Linked DNA regions of Sus scrofa: region 1 is linked to region 2. Evidence: chromatin contacts called from public Hi-C data. All regions are on one chromosome and are shown on one strand. Each heading gives the region's core, a stretch centred on a gene start, on an enhancer-like site or on the middle of the called end of the contact. The rest is flanking DNA. Distances are from core to core; before and after follow the strand shown.

Region 1 (6,368 bases), core at 2,570-5,069, 110 kb before region 2:
CCACTTGGATTCAGCCCTTGGCCTAGGAACTTCCATACGCCACAGGGGGGCATAAAAAGAAAAAAAATTAAATATACAATGTGAGCACATATTTTATCTCCCAATAATATAAGAGTAGTGGCATTTAGTCAGTTTTTTTGGTTTGTTTGTTTGTTTGTTTTTACCGTCAACCCATACCTCCTTCCACCTCTGGAAGAGTTTTGCATTTGAACTTCTAGGGGAAATGCTGGCAGAGAGAAAAGATGAGGAGCTGAGCAGGTGTATGATTGGCTGTGATGGGCTGTAAGCACCCAGACACCTAAGTTCCTTGTCTCTAAGTCAAAACCACACAGAATGTGCCTCCTTCTCAGGCTGAGCACTAATTAAAATCCTTCACCACCTCTTTCTTCCTCCATTAGTTTTTTTTTTGGTGACAAAAGTATACTTTTTTTCATCTTTTTTGGGCTAGGGGCCACATCTGCGGCATATGGAAGTTCCCAGGCTAGGGGGTTGAACTGGAGATGCAGATGCCAGCCTGTGCCACAGCTGCAGCAATGCAGGATCCAAGCCGTGTCTGTGACCACACCTCAGCTCATGGCAACACCAGATTCCTGACCCACTGAGCAAGGCCACTCGAACCTAGTGGGGTTGGTTACCACAGAGCCACAACACGAACTCCCACATTTTTTATCTGGTAAGAAAAACAACATAAACTATGACAAAATCTTGATTAAGGGATGGAGTTTCTTTGGGTCATATTTTCTGTTTTGGTCAATTAATGAGGAAAATACAGGTGTTGAGATAGAGCTTTGTCACAGACTTAAGCACAGGAAAATGGAAAATACATGAAGAGCGATGCCTTGAAAATTCAGTATTCTGCTATGTTTAACTATTTCCTCTTGAGAGTAGAGTCTAAACTGTAAATCCAATAAGCTCCAAATGAGTGAGTCATAAAATCAGCTAGAGAATGAATCAGGGGTTTTTCCCAAAGCCACTTTCATCTGGTGTGGAATTTTTCATTTGGGATTACTATAGCCTTTCTATGAAAAGGTGGATTGATTGAGTCATTACCACAGCACCAAACCACACTGCATTTTATTTGTTTGGAATGTGGATCTTGGAAGATCTCTGAGTATTTTTCAAAATTAAACAAGACATCTACAAGTAAAAACCATAAAACATAAAATGCTTCAGAGGAGCAGAGAAAGCAATGCTGAATTGCTGGATGAACTGCTAGAGCGGAGCGCTGAATTTTTGCCCTGAGTCCACCAGGACTGCGATAAGTGACTCTAAACTTCAGGAGCTGCAGCTTCTACAGCCACAAAAAAAAAAAAAAAAAAAAAAAAAAAAAAATTGTTTAGCTCAAAGGACTTAATATACACACAATGCAGTGGGTGGCATCTTCCCTCACTAAGAATCTTCTTCCCGTCTTCCTCCAGCTGGTCTCTCTCCAGCCTCCTCCTCAGGTCCAGCCTCTACGACATGGTAATATCCTGCTCATGTCCTCCACTGGCAACTGCTGGGGCTCAGCGAGACCATTGGTCTGCCCCCTGGGGACAGCATTCAGTCACCCACCTGCTGGCTCCAGCATGCTGGCCATTTCCCCTCCATCTATAGCTTCTTCACCCTGACTCAGGTTCCAAACAGTCCTCTGCCCTCCCAGAATCTCTGAAAGTCTTCAGTGGGCCACTGAGGACCGCTGGCTCCCTGCACACCTCTGGCAGGCTGGGACAGCTGGGAGCTTCCTGGGCCTGTCTGCCAAGCCAACTTCTCCTTTAGGGCTGCATTGTGGCGGGTGGTGGATGTGCCTACCAGGGGATCTTGCCAGCCTCCTGGGGACCCGGAAGGATGCAGGGCACAGAGCCCTTTGTTTGGTCTTTGCTTTGGGGTCCACCTATTTCCCGGGGCTCCTGGATATCAGCCCAAAGAGGAGTGCTGAAGACACGGGTCTCACCACCTGTCTCCTCTCACTCTGTTTTCCTTCCACTTCACACATGCCTCCTCTTCTAAGTCATACACTGACTTCTCTCTCTCCCAGGCTTTTCTCACGATTTAGTCCACAGGACAGCTCTTGGTAGATGCAGAAGAAATGCTCTTTCCACAAAGATTGCCTTTGAAATCAAATGTTTTTCTGCAGACCCAGAAGTCCTCCTCCAGGTGTCAAAGGCCAGATATCGAATCTTTCTCTTTGTACGCCTGCTGTGGTGCTCCGAATCTTCCCTCAGGGCAAACCAGATATTTCCGGTCAGAAAATGCAAATCTGCACTTTATTTTTTTCCAAGAATATACACATTCTCCAGAAAGACACATCTCCCACTGTAACAGTCTCTCTCTCCACCTCACATTTCCTTTCTTCTGATTAAACAGAACTTAAAATCTCCCCTCAGAAGACTACATTAAATGGGGAACTTGGGGAAAGCACGGATTAGTTGCAGGGGAAGCAAGGCATGTGGCTTTTTGTTTTACCACATCACCTCCTATCCCATGGTCATGTGTAGATTACAAGACAACTGGATCGAAGCACATATACCCCTTCTCTTTATTTTTTATTTTTATTTTTTTGTCTTTTTAGGGCCACACATGCAGCATATGGAAGTTCCCAGGCTATGGGTCGAATCAGAGCTGCAGCTGCCAGCCTACACCACAGCCACAGCAGCACGGGATCTGAGCCACATCTGCGACCTACACCATGGCTCACGGCAACACTGGATCCTTAGCCCACTGAGCAAGACCAGGGATCAAACCTGCATCCTCATGGATACTCGTCAGGTTGGAAACCGCTGAGCCACAACAAGAACCTCCAAACTCCTTCTCTTTAAATACTATTTCAAAAGATGATGCCTTCCTTACTGTAAGAACTTCAGCTTTTCAAACCTCTGACAGCTGCAGAAAGGTCTTCTGCTGCCCCAACAGCTCTTGACCATCCTTCAAAGATTCTGCACATTCTCAACCACAGTTCTATGAAATATTTTGTGAAATGCCTTTACAGACATTTCAGACAATTCCTTCCAGACACAGGGCTACAGGCAATGTAGGATGAGTAAGTCAGGGGCTGGGTGCCAGGAATGTACAGTCTAGGGAGGGAGCAGAGAGGGGAGATGAGCAACTATAAAACTAGTTGTGCAACAATGGAAAACAAGATGCCATGGAAGTGCTGATGGTGGATCCTAAAGGACACTCCTCACACAAGCTCTCATCCAGGTGACACTGAGTCACATGCTAGAAATGCCCTTAAGTTGTTCTACAGCCAATACAGGAGTGGCTTCCATGAAACTGAGTTCTCCTAATGACCAGCAATTAAACCACCTCGAAACAAATCATTATGGTTCAAGGCCATTGGCTTCTGATCAAGTGGAGGAGGCTGAGGTACTAGCAGGGCCCTCAGACTAAATGGCACATCTCTAGGCCACGATCTGTTAGAAGCTGGCTGGTGGACCGGAGCCAGGAAGAGACAACAGTAGCTAGCTTAGAAGCCTGCTGACGTTCTCTGTGCTATTCTAAGTTGCTGATTGAGAGAGGCATGTGCTTTGGAGAGCAGATAAGTGGAGAGGAAGGTTGCTGTTGTGCCATGAAACTTGAGACCATGTGCTTTAGCCCCAGTATTCACCCAGATGGAAGCCAGAGAGGGGTCCACAGAGAGCTGTGACCGAAAGAAAAGCACAATGAAATAAGGAGAGCTGGCAAGAATTAATTGTACAAGCAAATAGGGAGAATATTGGCCCTGAAGACCACTGACATTCCTAAACATTAGATCTAAGAGTTCCTGTTGTGGCTCAGTGGGTTAAGGACCCGACATTGTATCTGTGGGAATGCGGGTTTGATCCCTGGCTTCGCTCAGTGGGTTAAGGATCTGGCCTTGCCACAAGATGTGGCTCAGATCTGGTGTCTCCATGCCTTGGTGTAGGCCTGCAGCTGCAGCTCTGATTTGACTCCTGGCCTGGGAATGTACATATGCGCTAGGTACAGCCATAAAAAATAAAAACAAAAATAAAAAATGAACAGATCTAGAAATTGTTATTGTATTTGATAAACTTGAAATAAATCCTCTAAAGAAGGAGATGAGGGGCACCTTCAGAAGGAAGCTAATAAATAAAATGGGAGAAATCAAGCAGAAGAGAGAATAAGCCACCCAAGTATTTGTTGGGGAAATGTTGCTGCTTGGTACTTGGAAATTAAAATAGATCCACTTAAATAAACACCTAAGGGTTTCTTATTTCATGTCATGTGCCAGGAGCTGGCAGAGCCCTATCACGGTGACCAGGGTACAGATCTGAGTCTGGAATGTGGCCAGTGTACTTTATGCCACTGAACCACAGGTCTGACAGCAAGAAGCAGCATGCTTAGGAAACTGTTGTTCAGCCCAAAGCCTAGAAAAGGCAAGTCAAGGGGACAGGTGTGTGAGGGTGAGTCAGCCCTGTCCAGGGAAAGGGATGCTGATTCTGAGTGTTTTATGTCTCCATGCAAATGAATACATCGGTGTTCTGGCTTGCCATTCAGATCTGATAACCCAGAGAGTGTAAAACAACAGTCAACAAAGCAAAAAATGAAAAGCCACAAAAGAAAGTGGAGACATGGTTCTTTATTGAAGATGTATGCATGGGAGCTGGGCCAGTGAAAATTCCCATCACAGGTTTTAAATTGAAAGAACACGAAGAAGGAAATCTACAGTATAAGAATGCAAGAGCAAGGGTGACTTTGGACATTAACTGAAGGAAGGAAAACAAAACTTACCCTAAGCCGTTTCTCGGTGTCAACTTACTGTGTGTTTGTTCTACGTGACTCATCAGAACAAGGTATGGAGATCCAATGGATGGAAATCTTTGTAGGCAGCTCAAATGAGGACGAAGACTCAGAAAACACTTCTTGGCTCTACTATCAGAGGAAGTCGGGCATTACTTATACATAATCTCGTCTCAGTTAAATAAATTTGTATAAGGCAGAGGATGACAAGATCTGGAGGTCAAGGGTCAAACACCCACCCCCAATGCCCTGACACAATGTAACGAAGCTGGAGAAATAACATGGAGTGGGAGAGACATATGTACAACCCAGAAAGGCATGCCCCTCAAAAGGTCATGGTAAGTGGAACAAAGTGGAGCCTCATAAAGGCCAGGGGGCTGATGACAAATAGGAAACACTTATGCTATGGGATAGAAAATAGATTGAGAAAATTGAGGACCTGAGACAATCCTCAGACAGTGCATGTCACTTGTCTAGACCTCGGATTCACATCTATAAAAGAAGGAAGTTAGATAATCTCTGAGATCATATTCAGTTTAAAAATGGCATTGCTAAATGATATTTAAGAATCAACAGAAAGCAGAAGAATTAGGCCAAAGTCAAGTTATCCCCTAAAATGTCTTCTATGACACACTGCATTAAAACCAATAAAAAAAAAAAACCCCTCCCTGCTCCAAGGTAGAATTTGAACAAAAACTGAAACAGCACATGATCTACTCCCAAAGCCTTTTTGAGGTTGGCTCTGTGGGACCACGCAGAGGAGGTGCCAATGCAAGAAAAAAATTGATGGAAGCTGGAGAGACAGTGAAAGGAAACAAAATAATTTGAGACCTTATATTTAACATGAGTTCCTTCATACTTAATATCTTTTACATTTTCGTTGCTTTTAGGGGAGAAAGAAGAAAGGCAAAGTTGTCTCATAAATTTAAAAAAGTGTTATGAGCACAATTTTAAAGCACTTTGCAAGTATACAGCAGTTGCAGTTTTCATTATTATTTAACTAGTTCAGTGCGAGCATGGGTTCTCTGAAACCCCAGTGCGCCCAGCGCTTACTCAGGGACGTCAAATATATGCTACAAAAGCAGCAGTTGACAACCCAGATCATAGATGGGCTCTTAAAACAATTGTATGACAAAATTATAATCTTCAAATAATAATGGTAAAATGTAGGAAGTTCCAACAGCTCCCAAGGTAAAGGTGAAAGTTGAAGGTACCAGACAAGCTTAAACGTTTAGTGCCTGTTTTAGGTCATCATGAGTATGACTATCACTAGTATGACTAATAATGTACGAATGGTTTTAGTTCAGTTCTTAGACATCCCTGATGCTTTCACCATGATTACAGAGTAGGAGAGAATGCCTTTCCAAAGTGAAATAAATGGTTATAATGCAATTGTTAAACACCCTGCATATGAGATAGCCCTAACACTTGTGTCTTGAGAACACATGCCAACTTCCTGGGAATTAGAGGATACTTTCATCCTCCTTCTTGTCATCTTTGCCAAAGTAGATAAATAAATAAATAAAATCATCAGTAAGAATGTGAGGGGAGTTTTCTTGCATCAGGAAGGGAGTTGCACTGCTGTACTCTGCCTGCTGTCACCATGACAGGCAGCCCCCCAAGCCTAGGAGTGACCTAAATGTTTAATG
Region 2 (7,034 bases), core at 4,082-6,581:
GGATACGTGACAAATACATTTGGCAAAACCCAAAGAACTGTACAACACAAAGACAGACCCTAATGTAAACTTTCGTTAATAATAATGTAACAATATGGGTTCTTTAATCATGACACATGTTATCATGCTAATGCAAGATGTTAATAATTGGGGGATCTGTGAACTGAGGAAAAAGGGGGTATATAGGAGCTTTCTCTACTATCTGCTTAATCATCTATGAACCTAAAACTGCTCTAACAAAACCAAGTCTATTAATTTTTTTAAAAAGGAAAATAAATTTTAATAGAGCTAATAAAGTTGGTTGTCGAACAGGTCAATGAAAAAGTTAATGTAACATTTAATAACATGATAAGCTAAGGTGCAGAAAGAATCTAATCAAAAGGAAACTCTCCTACATTGTTGGTAAGAATGTAAATTTGTGCAGCCACTATGGAGAACAGTATGGAGGTTCCTCAAAATACTAAAGACAGAGTTGCCATGTGATCCAACAATCCTACTCTTGGGCATATGCTCCCCCTCCAAAAAAAATTCGAAAAGATGCATGCACCCTTGTGTTCATTGCAGTACTAATTACAATAGCCAAGGGGAGTTCCCATCATGGCGCAGTGGTTAACGAATCCGACTAGGAACCATGAGGTTGCAGGTTCGGTCCCTGCCCTTGCTCAGTGGGTTAACGATCCCGCATTGCCGTGAGCTGTGGTGTAGGTTGCAGACGCGGCTCGGATCCCGCGTTGCTGTGGCTCTGGCGTAGGCGGGCGGCTACAGCTCCGATTAGACCCCTAGCCTGGGAACCTCCATATGCCGCGGGAGCGGCCCAAAGGAATAGCAAAAAAAAAAAGACAAAAAAAAAATTACAATAGCCAAGACATAGAAGCAATCTAAATGTCCATCTACAAAGGGATGAAGAAGATGTAATGCACATATATATATGATGGAATATTACTCAGCCATAAAAAAGAATGAAATAATGCCATTTGCAGCAACATAGATGGTCCTAGAGGTTATCATACTAAGTGAAGTCTGAAAAAAAAAGACAAATACCATATGATGTGACTTATATGTGTAATCTAAAATACGGCACAAATGAACTTACCTACCAAACAGAAACAGACTCATAGACATAGAAAACAGACTTATGATTGCCAAGGAGGCAAGGGGGTAGGGGAGGGATGGATTGGGAGTTTGGGATTAGCAGGTGCAAACTATTATATGTAGAATAGATAAACAAGAAGGTTCTATTGTATAGCACAGGAAACTATATGCAATATCCTGTGATAAACCGTAATGGAAAAGAATATGAAAAGAATGCACACATACACACATATATATAACTAACTTTGCTCTACAGCAGAAACTAATACAACATTGTAAATCGACTATATGGCAATAAAATAAAAAATTTTAAAAAGAAAAAAAAATCTAATCAAATCACTGTTTAATAGGTGATCAGAACTCTCTGCTATGAGACCATACCAGAAGAAGCCACGGTCTCTGTGCAATTGGGACTAACATACAAAAGAAAGTCTACACTGATGTAAACCATGGGCAGATAGAGATGAGGAAAGTAATGCTATACACTTTCAAAACCAGTGACTCCCTCAGGTCTTGTTTTATTTTCACAGAGTTTATTCTGTCTGAACTTGGAAATCTCATCATGGTTATGTCCAAGTTATAAAAGCAAACTAAGATGTCCATAGAGAAATAAAGGTAGAAGTAACTGTTTATGTCAATCTAAGCTGTACTAGCTGGCACTCTTGCAGAGGAGACAGGCTGCCCTGTATTTTGTTATTTATGCTTCATATCCTTTTCATTCTACGCTTCGATGCAAGTTACCTTCTTGCCTCACATTCGTTTTCAAATAGTGCTCAGAATCGTTCAATCTGAGCAGCAGGAGGACACCAGGGAGACTAGGGCACTCCCAAACCTGAGTTTTTATGTCTAGAATTCTTACTTTTCATTTTATAGAACTGGTACTCATATATCAATGATGAGAAATTTAAACATAAAATGTATGCTTTTAATCCTTAAATGGGTTATAGTCACGTAGGGGAGAGCTTTAGTTCAGTCTCCTGTCTCTGTGGAACACAGACTCAGCCAAAGCAGACTCTATCCAAGTTCGGGATGCAAGTCTTACGATACTGAATCCAGTACTCTTTTCATAAAAGTGCACGATCTTGAAAGGATCTAAATGCCTTAGATCTTAACCTGTCCCGTAAGGAGTGAGTTCATCCTCTAAGAGCTGACTCCATAACCGCACCTCTGGAGTCTGATATTCCAGTCTGCAAAGCCAGAACTGGGCTCTACAATTTTAGTAAATATGAGTTTAAATTATTACAAAAGTAACATGTAATCATCATAGAAAATTAAACAGAAGAAGCAGGAGGAGGGGGTGGTGGAGGGATGGACAGAGAGTTTGGGATTAGCAGATGCAAACTATTACACATAGAATGGATAAACAAGGTCCTACTGTACAGCACAGGGAACTATATTCAATATTCTGAGATTTAACCATAATGGAAAAGAATATGGCGTTCCCACTGTGGCTCAGTGATAACGAACCCAACTAGTATCCCTGAGGATGCAGGTTTGATCCCTGGCTCCGCTCAGTCAGTCAAGGATCCAGCATTGCCATGAGCCGAGGCACAGGTCACAGACATGGCTCAGATCCCACATTGCTGTGGCTGTGGTGCAGGCCGGCAGCTGCAGCTCCAATTCAATCCTAGCCCGGGAACTTCCATTTAGGGCGAGTGTGGCCCTAAAAGGACTCTCTGTCTCTCCCTCTCTCTGTCTGTCTGTCTCTCTCTATATATATATATACTTTAAAAATGTATAAATAGATATATGTATAACTGAATCACTTTGCTGTACAGCAGAAATTAACACGGCATTGTAAATCAACTATACTTCAATTTAAAAAAGAAGCAGGAGGAAGAGCAGAAGTTAGAAGATGAAGAGGGAGAGAGGAAGGACGGGAGAGAAGAAAGGAGGGAGATAAGAGAGAGGGGGAGAAGGTGGAAAGGAAGGAAGGAGGGAAAAATGAAAAATCATTTATAATCTCAACACTCTGAGGCAAGGAACATAAGCATTTTAGTCTTTTAACATCATGGATGAGTTGTCATGTTCTTCTCACTCTTGTAACTTGCCTTTTTCTATTTAACATCTTTGTACAGGAGGCAGTGTAGGCAGTGATAGAAGGTGGCAGAAACTATATAGGTAGCGGACGAGAGTGTAAGTTCCAGAACTACACTGCCCGGTTAACATCCTGGCCCAGCTTCTCACTAGCTGTGTGAGCCTGAGCAGCCTACTCGACCTTGCTGTTATCTTAGTTTCCTGGCTATAAAATGGAGATTAATAACAGAAGCTACTTCTTCACAGAGTTTTCCATGAGGATTCAATGGCTTAATATATCTGAACCATGTATAATACTGCCTGGCACAAAATACATCCTCTATCAAGGGGCAGTACACTTTTTTTCAGTAAAGACCCAGATTGTAAATATTTTAGGCCTTGCAAGTTCATATAGTTTCTGCCACAACTCCTCAATGCTGCCTTTTGGCACAAAAGCAGCCATAAATGAACGAGCGTGGGGCTGGGTTCCAGTTAAACTTTATGGACAGTGAATTTGAGTTTCATATCGTTTTCACATGTCATGAAATACTCTTCTTTTGGTGATTTGGACCATTAAAAAATGTAAAAACCATTTTAGCTCATGAGCTGTGCAAAAATCGGCAGTGGACTAGGCCTTTGAGCCAGAGTTTGCTAACCTCTGTTCTATATAATTAGCAGATGTTATTATGTCTCTAATATCTGTTTATAAATCAATTTTAATGGCTGCTTAGAACAAGATTGTTTGGATGTCCTATAATTTACTTAGTCCCCTATAGTTAGAATTTAGATTATTTCCAGTGTTTGTCATTATAAGCCATCCTCAAATATCCATGCAAAGATAGATTTATGCACATTTATTACTAAACCTTACTTAATATGTACGTAGTGGTAGCTATCAAAATGGCTGGCCAAGCAGCTAAAAAGAAAAAGACTCTGAAGAAGCAGCCTTGAAAATGAATCTTGGGCCGTTAGAGCAAATTTCAAATGTGAGAGACAGAGCTTTGTAAGTAGAATATATATTCACATACATAGAATTTACTATGTACCACACACCATTCTAAGCCTCTTATATATATCTAGCCATTTAGTCCTCAACACAAGAGGAAACAGACACAGAAAAGCCACGTAACTTCCCCAAGGTCACACAGTCAGTTGGTAGCAGAGGCAGGATTCAAACCTGGCCTGTGCAGCACTATCGCCCAGGTTCTTGAAGACGCTGCTTCTCCACTAGACAGACTTGGCGCGTGTGCACACCCAGGTACTCACTTTATAACGTACTTGTGGTCTTTAGGTCATGTTTGGCACGCAGGAAAAACCTCATCTTCTTATAATCAGCACAAATTCTATCCGTCCACGGGACACTTCTGGCTGGAAACTGAATGCCTAGCTAACCTTACTTACTCTTTTGTCCTCCAACTCCTCCCCTATACCAATTCTTCATTAATTCACCCAGCATTCCTCACCCAAAAGAACGATCCTCTATAAAAGTAATGATGGATTGGACCATACTTTCATACCTTGGTTTTCAATGCCAAACACACGTGCCAGATTCAGATGGAGCTTTGCCTACAGCTGAGGGCCAGGCGCCTCCACGAGAATGTAAATTTCGGATAAGTATCCTCCTTCTATGGAAATAAAACCGTGGCTCAGGTCGACGCGCCCTTCCAAGTGCCCCTGCAGCAGCAGGGCTGGCTTGCTCCCGCTCCTTGCCGGGTCCCCGGAGGCGCTGTCCCGCGTCCCTGTGGACCAAACGGCCAACCTTCGCTGCCATGCTCGGACGCCGATTGCGCACTCTCCCGGTTCTTCCGGCTTGTGCGGAGATGCTGGCGTTTGTCCCAGAAAGGAATTGTGCGAATGGGTCGTTTGATTTTGTGGGGAAAAGAAGGATCTAGTTCTTCTATTCCTGATTGCTCTCTCTGCGAGAACCCTGTTGCTCGAGTTATCCCCACGGAGATGAGCAACCAACGCCGCTGACCCCAAAACGCTCCTCGCCCCCCACTCATGCCCAAACAAGGACAGAACCGAGAAGTAGGGAGGAAACCAGGAAAGAAAGAAGCGGGTGTTTCAAATGTACCACGCTTGTGCAGACGCGGCGGCGACTTGGAAGAGCCGGGCGGGGAGTCCTGGCCAAGGCCGGGGACTCCGCCCGCCGGGGGGCGCCGGGGCGCCGGGCGCGTGCGCGGTGCGGCCCCAGCCCTGGCTGCGGTCTCCGCTATGCCTATTTTAGTCAAAGCCGCTGCCAGCGCTGGGACCCGGCATCCGCGCAGCAGCCTTCTGACCCGCGGATCCGCCGAGGCTTTCGCGTCTGGCGCCCGTCGAGCCGTCGCGTCCGTGTCCCTCGCGTCCCGCCGCTGACTCCCCAAACTTTGGCCAGCGCCGCCCAGGCTCTGCTCCAGGGACTAGCCAGGTAAGGAGCGGGAGGCGCAGCTGTCGGCGGCTCCCCCAGCGCGCCCGGCTGTTTGCAGCCCAGCTCTCCCCCGGCTAAATCGGGAACCGAAAGTTGGATCCCTGCTCGGTTGGGAGCAACTTTGCACTCCCGGGCAGCGGCTGCCTGTTTTCCAAGCCTCGGCCGCCGGGATCCCCGCCCTCGCCTTTCTAGCCGCGCCTTCCCGGGGTTCCCTGTCCTTGGAAGCCGCCCTTCACCCCGGTTTTGGGCTTCGCGCTCAGAGACCCTCAGGTGTCAGCTGCCGCCACTCGGGTCTGACAGCGCCAGCGTCCTCGGGCGCTCCGGCCTCATCGGGTGGCCATTCCCGCGCTCTGCTGCCCTCAAGCCGTGGATGAGCCTGGCCTTTCCTCTCCCGGCGAGGCTCCCGGGGCTCCCGGTCCGCGAACCTACTACGGCTCCTCCTCGCCCCCTGTAGGGCCGCTAGGCGCACGGTACCGCCCGCCCTGGCTTGGCGCAGGGAATGCGAAGTGGGTCAAGGCGCTCACTACCCACACCCCGGAGCCCGAGAGCTTCGGGTCAAGAAGAGCTGACACTGACCCTCTCTCATTAAGGAGCAAGGTGAACAGGGCGCCTGGGGAGCGCAGATAGCTGGAGAACCCGTGATCCACCCGCGCCTTCATTTTTGAGGCTTTAGGAAACCGGTTGCTGGCCGGACAAGTCCCAGAAACTGTTGGCTTTGAGGCAAGAATAAGTGTGAAAAGACTCTTAGCAACTTAATGCCTTTTGCCATTCCGAAGATATGCCAAGGTTCAGTTAGAATTGCAGAATGAATTGAGCGAGTCTACCAGCACCACTTTTGCTCACCGCTGTTACCTTTTTCAATTCTGTAGGTTGGTGAAGGGTTAATGTTAGTTCCGCCTTTATCTGTTCAGCCCTGCACACACCTATTTGAAAACCAGTAGATATACAGGACTTTACTAGAACAGGGACTTTAAGGAATTTGACTCCGGGAACTAATAGGAGAAAGAAAATTTGCCTTGATTTCGTCAAAATTAATCTGAACGTTTCTCAACTTACCTGTCTAACTTTTCCTTGTTAGATCAATTCGTTCTCAGCATAAAGGATAGTTCAGCTTAAGCCACATAATTCCTTTAAGTAGTGGTCAAAAGAAGCTGAAATCGGCAAGATCCGATCGATATTTATTGACAATAGGTTACTGGTGTTTCAAAATAGAGACACAGGTAAGTATACATAGGTAAATAATAGACTTTGTATGTTATAAACATACAAAAATGAATCATATATTATGTTAATTACTATGCAATATGTAATACATAGAGAAAATAAAATGAATATATGGACTATATATTTTTAATACATTGCGGTGCATCAAAATGTGTTGTAGGATTATCTCATCTTTTAAAGATTCATATTACTGTGTCCTTGGTTCTTGGGTTAGTAGATCATAGTTTTCCTGTCATTTCTCTTGACCAGAAATTAATTCTTTAGTGCCACTTGGAGAACTTTTAAAAGCTTGAAA

What was found. Hi-C and Micro-C count contacts between places; a contact is called where the count stands out from the background.
Region 1: a Hi-C map of skeletal muscle shows a contact between it and region 2, with 5 times the contacts expected there. The contact joins the enhancer-like site here to the promoter of BVES in region 2. A contact is called at or near these places in 1 of 5 promoter capture datasets (liver), 4 of 47 Hi-C or Micro-C datasets (fetal heart ventricle, heart right ventricle and skeletal muscle) and 1 of 2 datasets of contacts at active chromatin or transcription factors (skeletal muscle).

What each region holds. Positions count from the first base shown.
Region 1 is chr1:71,471,837-71,478,204 of Sscrofa11.1, reverse strand. No RefSeq gene overlaps it. Among named protein-coding and RNA genes, the nearest start is that of POPDC3, 75 kb to the right of the region's middle. Within about 2 kb of position 3,819, at least 8 of the 83 cell types and tissues checked have an H3K27ac peak or open chromatin away from gene starts, as enhancers often do. A contact at or near this core is called in skeletal muscle, where this site is marked.
Region 2 is chr1:71,358,552-71,365,585 of Sscrofa11.1, reverse strand. It overlaps BVES (blood vessel epicardial substance), which reads left to right and starts at 5,331. Exons shown (of 8, transcript NM_001348416.1): 1 at 5,331-5,515. LOC106508909 reads right to left here and starts at 6,174. Exons shown (of 6, transcript XM_021084573.1): 1 at 6,092-6,174; 2 at 5,814-5,997; 3 at 4,626-5,507. The coding sequence starts at 6,174. The coding sequence ends at 4,755.